Linked DNA regions of Sus scrofa: region 2 is linked to region 1. A link is a contact called in public Hi-C data. All regions are on one chromosome and are shown on one strand. The core of a region is the stretch at or near the end of the contact, and the rest is flanking DNA. Distances in the headings are between cores, read along the strand shown. Region 1 overlaps RBM20 (RNA-binding protein 20). Region 2 has its middle 34 kb from the start of TECTB.

Region 1 (6,505 bases), core at 1,259-3,758:
AGTGGAGCCAGTAAGCCCCGTGGGAAGGCTGTGTGGCGGGTCCTGACCTCAGAGAGCTCACGGTGTCTAGTTGTGGAGCCCCCACACCAGCGTGTGTGAAACTGCCAAAGAGTTACATGGAGCAGTGATGCTTTTGTGCTAGGCTGTGTACCATAGGCGATTCTGGAAACCAGGGCTCCTGAGGCATGGATCATTCAGAGAAGGCATCAAAGAGAATGCCTTGGACTTGGGCTAGATGTGGAGATGTAGGGGGCTAGCTTTCTGTTAACTCCTAAAATGGCAGTAAAAAACTGGACTCTTAAAATCAACTCTTTTTTCTTTCTTTTTTTGGTTGCCCTGCGGCATATGGAGTTCCCAGGCCAGGGACTGAATGCAGCCTATACCACAGCTGCAAAAATGCCAGATCCTTAACCCACTGTGCTGGGTCAGGGATGGAACCTGTGTCCCAGCACAGCAGAGATGCACCCGGTCCTATTGTGCCACAGCAGGAACTCCTTAAAATCAGTTCGTACAGTCATACTCACTAGCTGTGTGCCCCGGCGTAATTATTTATATCTTTTTAGCTTCAGTTTTTTTTTTTATTGAAGTATATTTGATTTATAATATTGTTAGTTTTAGATGTACCGCTAAATGATTGTTATATATATACATATATATAATTCAATTGTATAAATATATGTTAGATTCTCTTTCATTATAGATAGATCATTTCAGGTTATCGAATATTGTTCCCTGTGCTATATAGTAAATCCTTGTTGTTTATCTATTTTGTATATAGTGGTGTGTATCTATTAATCCCATACTCCTAATTTGTCCTTCTCCCTCCTCGTTTTTCCCCTTGGTAACCATAAGTTTGTTTTCTATGTCTGTGAGTCTGTTTCTGTTTTGCAAATACATTCATTTGTATTATTTTTTAGATGCCATATTTAAGTGATATGTCTGTTTTCCTCTGTCTGGCTGACTTTACTCAGTATGATAAACTCTAGGTCCATCGATGTTGCTGCAAATGGCAGTATTTTATTCTTTTTTATGGCTAAGTACGATTCCATTGTTCATATGTACCACATCTTCTTTATCCACTCCTCTGCTTTTAGGCACTTAGGTTGCTTCCATGTCTTGTCTGTTGTAAATAGCGCTGCTATGAACATTTGGGTGCATGTATCTTTTCAGATTAAAGTTTTCATCTTTTTAGCCTCTGTTTTGTATATGGGTGGTAAAAATACCCATAGCTCATTTACCATTTTAACCATTTTAAGGTGTACAATTCAGTGTTACTCATTACCTTCATAATATTGTGTGACATCACCACTCTCTAGTTCCAGAACTTTTTATCACACACAGAGGAGACCCTGTGTCCATTTAATACTCAGTCCCTCTTTCCTCAGTCCCTAATAACCACTGATTTGTTTCCTGTCTCTGTGGTTTTGCCTGTTATGGATATTTCGTATAAATGGAATCATACCATATGTGGCCTTTTGTGTCTGGCTTCTTTCACTCTGCACAGTGTTTTCAAGGGTTCTCCATATAGTTTGGCCTTGGTTTTATATCCCAAAAAATTACCATGTAAAAGGCACTGTGAGGCATGACTGGAAGAAAGAAACAGTTCATGCCTTTAAGGGTGTTTGTCTACCGGAGAAGAGAGGCGTGTGTTTGGTTCATTCTGACACCGGCAGTGACACTGGGGATACAGGAAAGAGTGCCCAAGTTCAGGAGTGAAAAAGTGCAGGTGTGTTTGGGTGAGGGCTGGTGGTCTGGGTGGCTGACACATGAGGCCTGTAGGGAAACAAGGTGGAGATGAACCCAGCAAGGCTGAGTGCCTTTCTGGAAAGTCTGGATTCATTCATTGTCAAGTAGGAGCCGTTGAAGCTTTTGAGCAGAGGCATGAAGTATTCCACCCTACTTTTAGGAAGACAGGGCAGGCATTATGGGCTCCCTTGGGGGCTGGGAATGATGGGAAGTGTTATTAGGTTAATTCAGGCAAGAAGGCTGACTAGTGAATTGGCAGCAGGAACAGCAAGGAGTAGATGAAGTTGCCATTTGCAGTGGACCCTGACTCAAAAGGCTTTGGCTCTTTGTGGCTGTGGGGGCTGAGAGGTGAGGAGGTGAAGATGGGCCCAAAGGGATCTCGTAGGAGGCCATCCAGTCCAGCTGCTGTCCTTTCTGCTTTGTCCTCATTGAGCTGGATGTCTCTTGAGACAGGTTACTAAGTAATAAAGGAGTTTTAATGATACTGTTAGGGAAGACTTGATGGGGTTTCTGGCAGAGCCCAGGTAATAACTTATCCCCAGTTTTCTCAGCTTCAGGAATTTTGAATCTTTAGCCTCAGTGCAAACTTCCTGCAGGGGCTTTGGATGCTTTAGGGACTAACCACACTGTCCCTTTTCCCTGGCCCATGCTGCAGTTGACCTTGGGGCCATGGTGCCCGTCCCCATTCTGCAGAGGAAGTACTTAGAGACTGCTTGTTGGCCTATCGGGACACGGCAGCTAAGTGGTGGGGCCCAAACCTGAAGCTGGGCCCCCTGCCTCCAGAGGAGCCCAGTCCTCTCTCCACTGCCCCGCCTTTGCGCTGTGCTGCTGAGGAGGGGGTCACTGCCTTCACTCATTCTGATTTTACCCCAGATGTTCAGCATTACTCTGGCTTTCCCTTTCCAGCTGTTGGCTTGGACGAGGTTAAGCGTTTGGGGGTGGGAGGGGGACGGTCATCTCATCTCCCAACATTCATGGTCTCCTGTGTACCCCCGACAAGTGAGCTAAGAGCTGGGGAAAGTGACTCAAGGATGCAGCTGATGGCTCAGCCAGGGCCAAAGGGAGCAGGGACTTGAGCATGAGAAGGAAGCAGGGACTGCAGTTCTGTTTCTGTCTTCCTAACCACGGGCATGTATTTTCTTGTCAGGACCGAAGAGAGTTCCTGGTAGTTTTGTGTGCACAGCCTCAGGGGGACCATGCTGGCCACCTTCCCAGGAATTGCATTTTTGCTGAGAAGCCAGAGGTGTGTGGCATCACTCCAACCAAACTGGGAGGGCAATCCCCTCCTGCCTGTGGAGTTGCTGCCTGCACAAAGGAATAGGTCCTGTGTATCCAAAAAAGTCAGTGACCCATTCAGGGGCCAGTTAGTCTCTCCAGTTAATCCTCGTTCATATGGGAGGAACAGGGGTAAATGGATAAACAGTTTTCAGAGTTTGAAAGAAAGAATTCACTTAAAAAAACCAGAATCCTTTCTTTTCTTCATTAACCCTCGGAGCTTCACTACTTAAGCTACCATCTCCATAAAGCATGTACACACACACACACACACACACACACACACACACTGAAGAATACTCAGCTTAAAACCATCTACCCAGATGTTGCTGCAGTGTCTACCATATTCACTAGGATTAAAGAAGCGAGAAATGTCAAAATAAACACTAAGTAGTAGAGTTTAAAAGTATGTAAGCACCAGTAAACATTTCTTGGTCACTTACTGTATGGCAAGTGCAGTATTGTAGTGGATGGAAAGATGTATGAGGCTTAGGCCTTGCTCTAAAGGAGCTCACTAGTTGGGAAGATGCCATCTGAGAACATAAAAAAGGCAACTGCCATCCTATAGCCAGCATCATGCTTATTAGGGTAACCTTAGAAATGTTCCCAGCTGGAATAAGAACTAAGATAAAGATACTAGATATCACCACCGTTCAACACAGTGCTAGAGGACTTTGCCAGCACAACAAGACGAGAAAAATAAATGAAGCTTAAGGATGGAAAATAAGAGAGAGTTTATGTGAAGATTATATGATTGTGTATCTTTAAAATTCAAGAATTTTGGAGTTCCCTTTGTGACCCCATGGAAAAGAATCTGACTAGCATCTATGAGAATGCAGGTTCCATCCCTGGCCTCAATCAGTGAGTTAAGGATTGGGCATTGCCTCCAGCTGTGGTATAGGTTGCAGACATGGCTGGGATCTGGTGTTGCTGTGGCTGTGGGTAGGCCAGCAGCTCCAGCTCTGATTTAACCCCTAGCCTGGGAACCTCCGTATGCCTCGGGTGTGGCCCTAAAAAAGACAAAAAAAAAAAAAAATCAAGAATTTTGAAAAGTATTATATATAGTAAAAGAGGTAGGCAAGGTTGCAGAGTACATTATCAACATACAATCAGCAACAACATTTCAGTACAGCAATAACTTATAGGGAATACTCTAGGGAATACATGGTACCTAGGAATCAATTCAATAAAACATGTGTAAAGCTTTAATGGAGAAATCATAAGACGTTATCGTAGTATAAGATAAATGGACAAAGATGTGTTCATAGATTGGACAACTTATTAGCATACAAGCATCTCATTTAAGACAAGTCTAATAAAAATTGAATGATTTCTCTTAGAACTACAAAAACCAATTCTAAAATTCTTTTGGAAGAGTAACGTACATAAATAGGTCTGATATTTCTTGGGAGGGGGTGAAGAACAAGGAAATCAGTAAAATATGTTAGCAAGCAAAAAAGCAGACCTAAGGATCCCTGTGAACTTGGCGTGGAGTAGTCATGCCTTATAAATTGGTGGGAAAGGCTGCCTTCTTCAGTGACTCATGCCAAGACAACTGGCTTTCTGTAGAAAAATATTAGATCCTTATCACACAGCGTACACTAAGAATAAATTTTAGCCAACCCTAAGTGTGAAAGTCAAAACTTTACAAGTCATTGTTAGAAGATAACCCCAGGGGACTTTCTTTATGACCTCAGAGGTTGAAAAGAATGTCTTAGAAAAGACCTCAAAACACATAATGCAGAAGTGAATAGGTTGATAATTTGAGCTATGTTAAAATATTTTTATTTATGGATGTATAGTGTAAGGATATGGCTTAGAAGTATGCACACACATGTTGCTTCTGGACAGTGGGGGAGGGGAGAGGATGAGACAGGGGACCCAACTTTATCCATAACGTTAAACACAAGGAAATGTTAAACATTGGTTAATTCTGAATGGTGGAAACATAAAGCTTGTTGTTTTTATAAATTTTTTTACAAAGTTTTTAAATTGTATTTTATTGTTCCAGTTTTACCAAGATATAATTGACATGCAGTGCTGCATAAGTTTAAGGTGTATAGCATGGAGATTTGACGTACATACATCATGAAATGATTGATTGTCACGATAAGTTTAGTAAACATCCATCATCTCAAATAGGTGCAAAATTAAAGAAAGAGAAAAATTTTTTTCTTTGTGATGAGAACACTTAGGATTTGCTCTCTTAATAATTTATGTAATACTTAATTTACTTATATACATACCTAACATATATAGCGTACAGCAATGTTAATTAATATAATACTTAATTTACTTATATACATGCTTAACATATATAACATACAGCAGGGTTAATTATGTTTATTATCTTATACATTACATCCTTACATTCCCTAGTACCCTTTTTTTTTTTTTTTTTTTTTGGTCTTTCATCTTTTTAGGGCCACACCTGAGGCATATGGCATATGATGTAGGTTTCCAGGCCAGGGGCTGAATCGGAGCTATGGCTACCAGCCTGCGCCACAGCCACAGCAATGCAGGATCCAAGCTGCATCTGCAACCTACACCACAACTCACAGCAATGCTGGATTCTTAACCCACTGAGTGAGCCAGGGATGGACCCCATGTCCTCATGGATACTAGTTGGGTTCGTTAACCACTGAGCCATGACAGGAACTTGCCTAGTACTTATTTATCTTATAACTAGAAGTTCGTGCCTTTTGACTGCCATCATCTAGTTCCCTCTTCCCTACTCCCTCTTTACACATTTTTTTCTATTTTTTTTTTCTTTTTTTTTTTGGCTGCCCCTGCCACATAAGGAATTCTCAGGCTAGGGATCAGATCCAAGCCACAGTTGTGGCCTACACCACAGCTGCAGCCATGCCTGATCCTTTAACCCACTGTGTAGGGCCAGGGATCGAACCTGCAGCAGAGAGGCTGCTAATCCCATTGCTCCACAGCAGGAACTTCTGTAAACATATTTGTATTTAAAATTGTTTTCAGGGAGTTCCCTGGTGGTCTAGTGGTTAGGACCTGGTGCTTTCACTGCTGAGGCCCGAGTTCGATCTCTGGTCTGGGAACTAAGATCCCACACCATGCTGCTGCATGTGGTGGTCAAAAAAATAATAATAAATTAAAAAATAAAATTGTTTTCAAGAAAACACAAAGCAGCCACCAACCCAAATCAACAAGCAGTGTGGAAGTGACCGTGGTATTAGGGAAACTGCATGGCTCTGAAAGTCTGATTCTGACCCTGGCACTGCCATCAGCAAGCTGTGGCCATGGGTATGAGGGCTTTCATTCTGGAAAACAAAAGGATTGGACTGGCTGCCTGCTAATCCGGTCCCTTGCCAGGTCTCACACTTTCTCTTTTTGCGCTGGGAGAGGTGACAGCTGCCCGAGGAGCAGAGCAGGGAGACTGCACGGGGAAGAGCATTCTCAGGATCAGAAGTTCTGTACAAGCGCAGGGAGTCATTATCACTGCATTCAGTCCCTGTTTGCC
Region 2 (6,505 bases), core at 2,962-5,461, 1.6 Mb after region 1:
TGTTGAGTTAATTGCTGCTCTACTGCCTAGTCACCCAGACATACATATAAATAATTTTTTCTTATATTATCTTCCATTATGGTCTATTCCCAGAGACTGGGTATTGTTTCAGAACAGTATCTGATTTGTCTTGTCTCCTACAGACCCCTCCCTACAAAATCTTCCTGCCAGATCTTTTTGCTTCAGTGGGTTTGGCTTTTGGCTAACAAAATCCATTTAGAGGGATTCTTTTGACACCCATTTCTCCACTTGCATTTCCTCTGAGGAGATATTTTATTTGATGGGTATAAATTGGGGGGGGAGATGCAAGTCACACAAATACCATTTTAAAAGATTTTTCTCCCTGAAGGCATTACATTTTCCCTTACTAGTTATAGAGTTTGATTTTAATGATTCAGTCTGCAGATGTGGAAGCAAATATAAACACTCCCTGGTCCATAAATCAATATTTTTGCTTCAATCAACCTATCTCACAGTAACACATTCCAATCCCCAAACCTGCCTCTTTGTCAAGACATGTAAGAAGGGTGCAGATGCTTCTGATAAACTTTAAAGAGTGCAGAGGAGAGAATGGAGCCACAAATGAAGCAAATTTTGAATATGAAGTTATTGATATGTATTGTGTTAAAAAATATATTGGGCAAGCATTTGATCTGAAAGTTAATAGTTAATCTGATTTATGAAACTATATCACCATCTAGTGGTTGCCTTCTGTTGCTGCACCCACTCTATTCCATGTAAAAGACCTACAATTCTCTAATCCCTGTGGACTCCAGGGCAATTTGTCTGTCTCCCTTTACGAGGTGCAGCAAATTACACACAAAATGCTTGACCCATCTTAAAAGAACCTAATGCTCTCTGGGGAAAAGAACAAAGGAAATATTCTCCCCAAGTAGGACCTCCTTAGGTAGCAATGGTGCTGTTTCTTGGCTCCTTTGTCAAGGCTCCAGGTACTGTGGAATACCTGGGCAGCAATGTGGAAAGAAGCTGATCCGCCTTCCTCTCCTGTGCTCACCATACTGTCTCGGACAGACATGTGGCTTTAAAGGACCCCAGAGACTTACTTTTCATTGTTATTGCCACCATGGAGTACAACTTGCAAGCCTACCTTCCAAGACAACATGCCTTACCCGTCAGGTTCCCTATTAAGCGTTGCCAATGGACAGCAGTGCAATGACAATGACCATGAGGCCCCTTAGTAGGACAGAGCATTGTGATCTCAAGCTGTGCCCTTCCTTCCTCAAGCCTCAGTTTCTTCATCTGGGAAGTGAGGTAACAAAACATTACCTTGCAGGGCTGCTCTAACGTTTCAGGGAGATAATACCAGGGCCGTATCAGGTACCCAGCGGGCACTCAATGAACTGCAGCCAACTCCGCCCCACTGCCCAACATGCTCCATACCATTCTCATGACCACTCAGAAATAGAGGATTCAGGACGGGTCATTCTTTTCAGATGCTGCCACCCGATGTTTTCTTTTCAAATGATGGATATAAGGGGGCATTTCTAGATCCTACAGGCTCTGATTTTAGAAGAGTCTTCAGAGAAATCATTTAAACTCCTTATCTTGTAGATAGGGAGACTGAGGCTCACATAGGAAACAGGCTTGCCTTAACACTGGGGACCCTATTTTCTAAGTAAAAAGTCATAACTGACCTGAGACCCACTATTTAAAATTATTTTGAGGCATTCCCGTCATGGCTCAGCAGTTAATGAACCCGACTAGTATCCATGAGGACGCAGGTTCGATCCCTGGCCTCACTCAGTGGGTTAAGGATCCGGAGTTACCGTGAGCTATGGTGTAAGTTGCAGACGTGGCTCTCAGATCTCACGTTGGTGTGGCTGTGGTGTAGGCTGGCAGCTACAGCTCCAGTTTCACCCCTAGCCTGGGAACCTCCCTATGCTGCTGGTGTGGCTCTAAAAAGACAAAAAACAAACAAACAAAAAAAAACAATTTTGAAGTGGAAAGTGCAGGAGACAGGGCTGTGGTATATAGTGAGGAGTTCCCCGGTGGCTCAGCAGGTTAAGGATTCAGCATTGTCACTGCTCTGGCACAGGTCACCACCGCTGTGGTTCAGGTTCAATCCCTGGCCCAGAAATTTCTAAGTGCCACAGGCATCCCACACCACACACACACACACACACACACACACACACACACACAGTGGAGTACAACAACAACGCTGTATAGTGAAATGCCCAAGTAGATGCCCTGAGTCCCACCCAGACTGTCTATCAACTCCAGCTACTGCTAAATAGCTATGCCTTCACACATTCAATGGGTCAAAAAGATGACTTAATTATCCTGATGTGAAGCAAGCTACTGTGGAGAAAATTGTGTGAGAGGCATGAATAATTTAAGTCAACACCTACTCCGAGTTTGGTGAATAGATGTTGTTCCCAGAGTCCAATCCCAATGGACGAGTCATAACCCTTGAAATGCTGGATTGAAGAAGACTCTGAAGCCATGTCAAAACTCCCCGGAAAGTGGTATCTGGAATGGGACAAAGGAGGGGAATGAAAGTACTAAATTAGGTCTGATGGACTTTGTATCATTTATGAGATAAAGGGAGAATTTACCACTCTGCTTCAACCAGCGTGTAGCACAGTGTTTTGCATATAGGAGGCATTGAGTGAGTATATGATGGAGGGAGCGAGGGAGGAGGGGAGGAAGGGAGCCACACAGAACCAACCACAGTCATATAGTTTTTAAAAATTCTAATGGTTAAATCATTAGGAGAAAAGGTCTGCTGGACATCTACTCACCCTCTGGGACCGGTTTCCTGTAAGAGTTTCTTGATGGAAGAGAAAGCAGGCCTCTTCTCTGGACACTCATCCCAACACACTTCACCATGACACCACCTTTGCATTTCCCACCGCCTCTGAGAGGGACGGTCGAAGTGGCCCTGAGGCTGTGGGATCTCCGATTCGGCCGATGGTTTCTGAAATTCATTTAGAGTTTAGGTAGCTAAATATCTGAGCTTTGTGCCATTTAATACACTTCCCTTTCCACAGATGTGCTTTTAGATTTATAAGGTGAGTTCTTAAGTAAATTGAGTAGACTAGAATTTCAGAGACATCTGAATCGTTTACAAGAACTATTCTGCATCTACCTGGAAAATGAGGAATCCTAACGTAAAACATATAAGCACACCCTACCGAATCAGGTTTCTTTTAAGTTTTTCTAATAGAGCTTTTCTTGCAATGAAGCATAGCTCCATGTGATTTCAGGAGCATATTCATACTTCATATTGGAAATCCCCAAGTGTGTTTTATGCAATTTACATTCCATGTAGAATGTTAACGTGAAAGTTATTTTTACAACCAATAAATGTTACCACTATGTTCCCCCCTCTGGTTCTTTCACTTCCTCATTGCATATAAGGGACATTTATTAAATGTTCTGCTTAAGCAGAGTTTGTAAAGAAAATCATCTTTGGAGAACAACGTACACATGTTTAGGTATAAAAACACTGGGGGTAACGAAATGAAAGAATCTTAAATGTATTTTAAAAGCATAAGAAACCGTCTGCAAAGGCTACAGACCATATGATTCTGTTTACTTGACATTCTAGAAAAGGCAAAATTGTGGAGACAGAAAATAGATCAGAGGCTGCGGGGAGTTTAGGGAAGAGAAACGGTTGAATAGGGGAAGCACCAGGGAATTTTTTTTTAGGGTCATGAAAGTTCTGCACAAATTATGTGGGTGGCTCATGACATCGCGTATTTGCCAAAACTCAGAGGACTTTACAGCACAAAGAATGAATGTTAAAAAAATGCAAATTTGAAAAATACCAGTGGGGAGACTGGACAACACCAGGAGAGAATGCTGACTGGGACAAAAGACTCTTAACCGTATTACAAACTTATGGCGTAACCTCCCTAAATGGGATGGGGGTAAAATGCTGACCTACGTTAAGTTCTTTATTTTTTAAATTAAAGTATACTTGATTCACAGTGTTGTGACAATTTCAGCCACACAGCAAAGTGACCTGGTCATTATATATATGACCACACACACACACATACACACACATTCCCTTCATATATTATCTTCCATCACAGTCTATCCAAGAAACTTAACATAGTTCCCTGTGCTGTACAGTAGGACCTCACTGCTTATCCATTCTAAATGTACTAGTTTGCATCTACTAACCCCACACTCCCAGCCCATCCCACTCCCACCACCCCCCTTGGCAACCGCAAGTCTGTACCCCACATCTGTGAGTCTGTTTCTGTTTAGGTAATTTCTGAAATGACTAGAGACAGTGAGACAAAAAGTCAAAAGAAAGTACTTATCATCACTATACTCTAGTCGGTAAAATTGCTTCTCATGAGGGTAAGAGATGAACAACTCTGAAACTTCTGGACACATATACTGGGATTGAACAAACAAGTGAGTGGTTGGCAGATGGTGGGAGCCACGATTCTGGCTGTTGGAAAGGGGTGTTATAGACAAGCTATGGATAGAGACAAAAATAAATGAACCATGTGACAACGACATTGGAGATGTCAATATGAACTCATGTTAAGTTTCATAGAGAAGCATATGGATAGAGATATGAATGTGTCCGTGTACATAGGGGTTAGTATACACACGTATATTTCCTTGCTCTGTCCACGGAGAGGGGCTAGAAGCAATCATATTGCAGTAGCAGCAAGCACATCTGGCATCCAGGTGTTCATTCTCCAATAAAGGAGTCCAGATTTCTTTGAGAAACAGCTGATTCTAGTATTGATACAGGGACAATACAAGGAGAAGCCAAAGCATCTTGGACTAGCAGAAGGTAAGGAAGCACCAAACAAAACACAGCAGTGAGTATATGTCAAAAATACATAGATGCCAAGTGAAATTACATAGTCAAAGATAAAATAATGTGAGCAGGAGTTCCCGTCGTGGCGCAGTGGTTAACGAATCCTACTAGGAACCATGAGGTTGCGGGTTCAGTCCCTGGCCTTGCTCAGTGGGTTAACGATCCGGCATTGCCGTGAGCTGTGGTGTAGGTTGCAGATGCAGCTCGGATCCCGCGTTGCTGTGGCTCTGGCGTAGGTCAGTGGCTACAGCTCCGATTCGACCCCTAGCCTGGGAACCTCCATATGCCGCGGGAGCAGTCCAAAGAAATAGCAAAAAGACAAAAAAAAAATAATAATAATAATGTGAGCAAAAAAATAAAGTAGTATTAGATTATAATCCCAGATATAAAGTAACTATATAGTATATATATAAATATGGCATAGATTAGCAGATAAAACTACTATATCTAAAATAGATAAACAATAAGGTCCTACCAAATATATATATATATATATATTTGCTGTACACCAGAAATTAACACATTGTAAATCAACTATACTTCAATGAACAAACTTTGGATTTGAAAAGTAATATATATATATATACATAATGTAGAAATGCCTTATAATAAATAATTGAATAAATCAACAAATGGGAGAGAATATACAAATCTCTGGTAGGGATAAATTCCAAATAATTTATGTAGTATTTCTCCATTTAAGTCATTGGAGCAAACTCTCCAGTCCTTAGGGGGAGCCTTCCCATAGTGATGTCTTTCTTAAAAGAGAGTCTAGGAAGAGGGAAAATCGAGTCTCAAATGTTATGGGGCATCAGAATCACCTGGGGAGTGATTAAAATAATTAAAATTAATTAAAATATAGATTCTGCCCCCCACCCCCACCCCACCATTCCAATTCTGGAGAAGGTCTGGAGTAGGGCCTGAAATTTGCATTTCTAACAAGTTCCCAGGCCATGCTGCTGAAGCTGGTCCAGGGACCACACCAGGCCAGGGCTTCTCAGTCTGTGGATCTTTGACATCCAGACCCACTGGGTCAGGAACCCTGAGGATGGGATCCAGCAATTCTGGGTTTAACAATCCCTCCAGGTGATTCTGATACCCGCTAAAATGTTTGGGAAAATTTGATCTAGTGTATACACAGGATAGACATTTCGGCACCAGGATTGTTTGCAGAGAATTATAAGAAGTTAAAGGAAGAGTGTTAGGTGACATTGTATTTTTCCTGGTTGCAGCCCTGTGTATCCACAGGCCCCTGTGGTGGCTCTCATTTGCCTTGGGGACCAGAGAATTACAACAAGGGGGCAATATACCAATTGTCCAGTCTTCCCACCCCAGGTGACCCAAGCACATGGCAGCTGAGCTTAGCAAGGGCGGGTGGTCTCCTGCCTGGGCTCCATCAGGGACCATTTGTCTAACTGCTTGGTTCCAAATTCAGATGCACCCGGTTTGTTAATCTTTTAGGATAGGTCTCATCTCTGCTCCATTTGGCCACAGATTTGAAACCAGAATCTTGTTTCAAACAACTAGTATACTCAGAAAGGCTCCTGACTTGAAAAAGTCTCCAGAGGATGCATGAAAATCTAAAGATGAGACTTGGGAGGGACCATTGGGATGGGCTAGAAATGGGAGGCAAGGCAATAAGGAAGAATAGGAAAAAATAAAGGTATGCTGGGTTTACCTAGACTGACATAG

The links. A called contact is a pair of places that touch in the nucleus more often than the background predicts.
Region 2: a Hi-C map of retroperitoneal adipose tissue shows a contact between it and region 1, with 2.3 times the contacts expected there. The contact joins two enhancer-like sites. A contact is called at or near these places in 3 of 47 Hi-C or Micro-C datasets (embryonic fibroblasts, omental adipose tissue and retroperitoneal adipose tissue).

The regions. Positions count from the first base shown.
Region 1 is chr14:121,170,018-121,176,522 of Sscrofa11.1, forward strand. All of the region lies in intron 1 of RBM20 (RNA-binding protein 20), which reads left to right. Among named protein-coding and RNA genes, the nearest start is that of PDCD4, 99 kb to the right of the region's middle. Within about 2 kb of position 2,509, at least 7 of the 83 cell types and tissues checked have an H3K27ac peak or open chromatin away from gene starts, as enhancers often do. A contact at or near this core is called in retroperitoneal adipose tissue, where this site is marked.
Region 2 is chr14:122,721,225-122,727,729 of Sscrofa11.1, forward strand. It overlaps the pseudogene LOC100626929. Among named protein-coding and RNA genes, the nearest start is that of TECTB, 34 kb to the left of the region's middle. Within about 2 kb of position 4,212, at least 8 of the 83 cell types and tissues checked have an H3K27ac peak or open chromatin away from gene starts, as enhancers often do. A contact at or near this core is called in retroperitoneal adipose tissue, where this site is marked.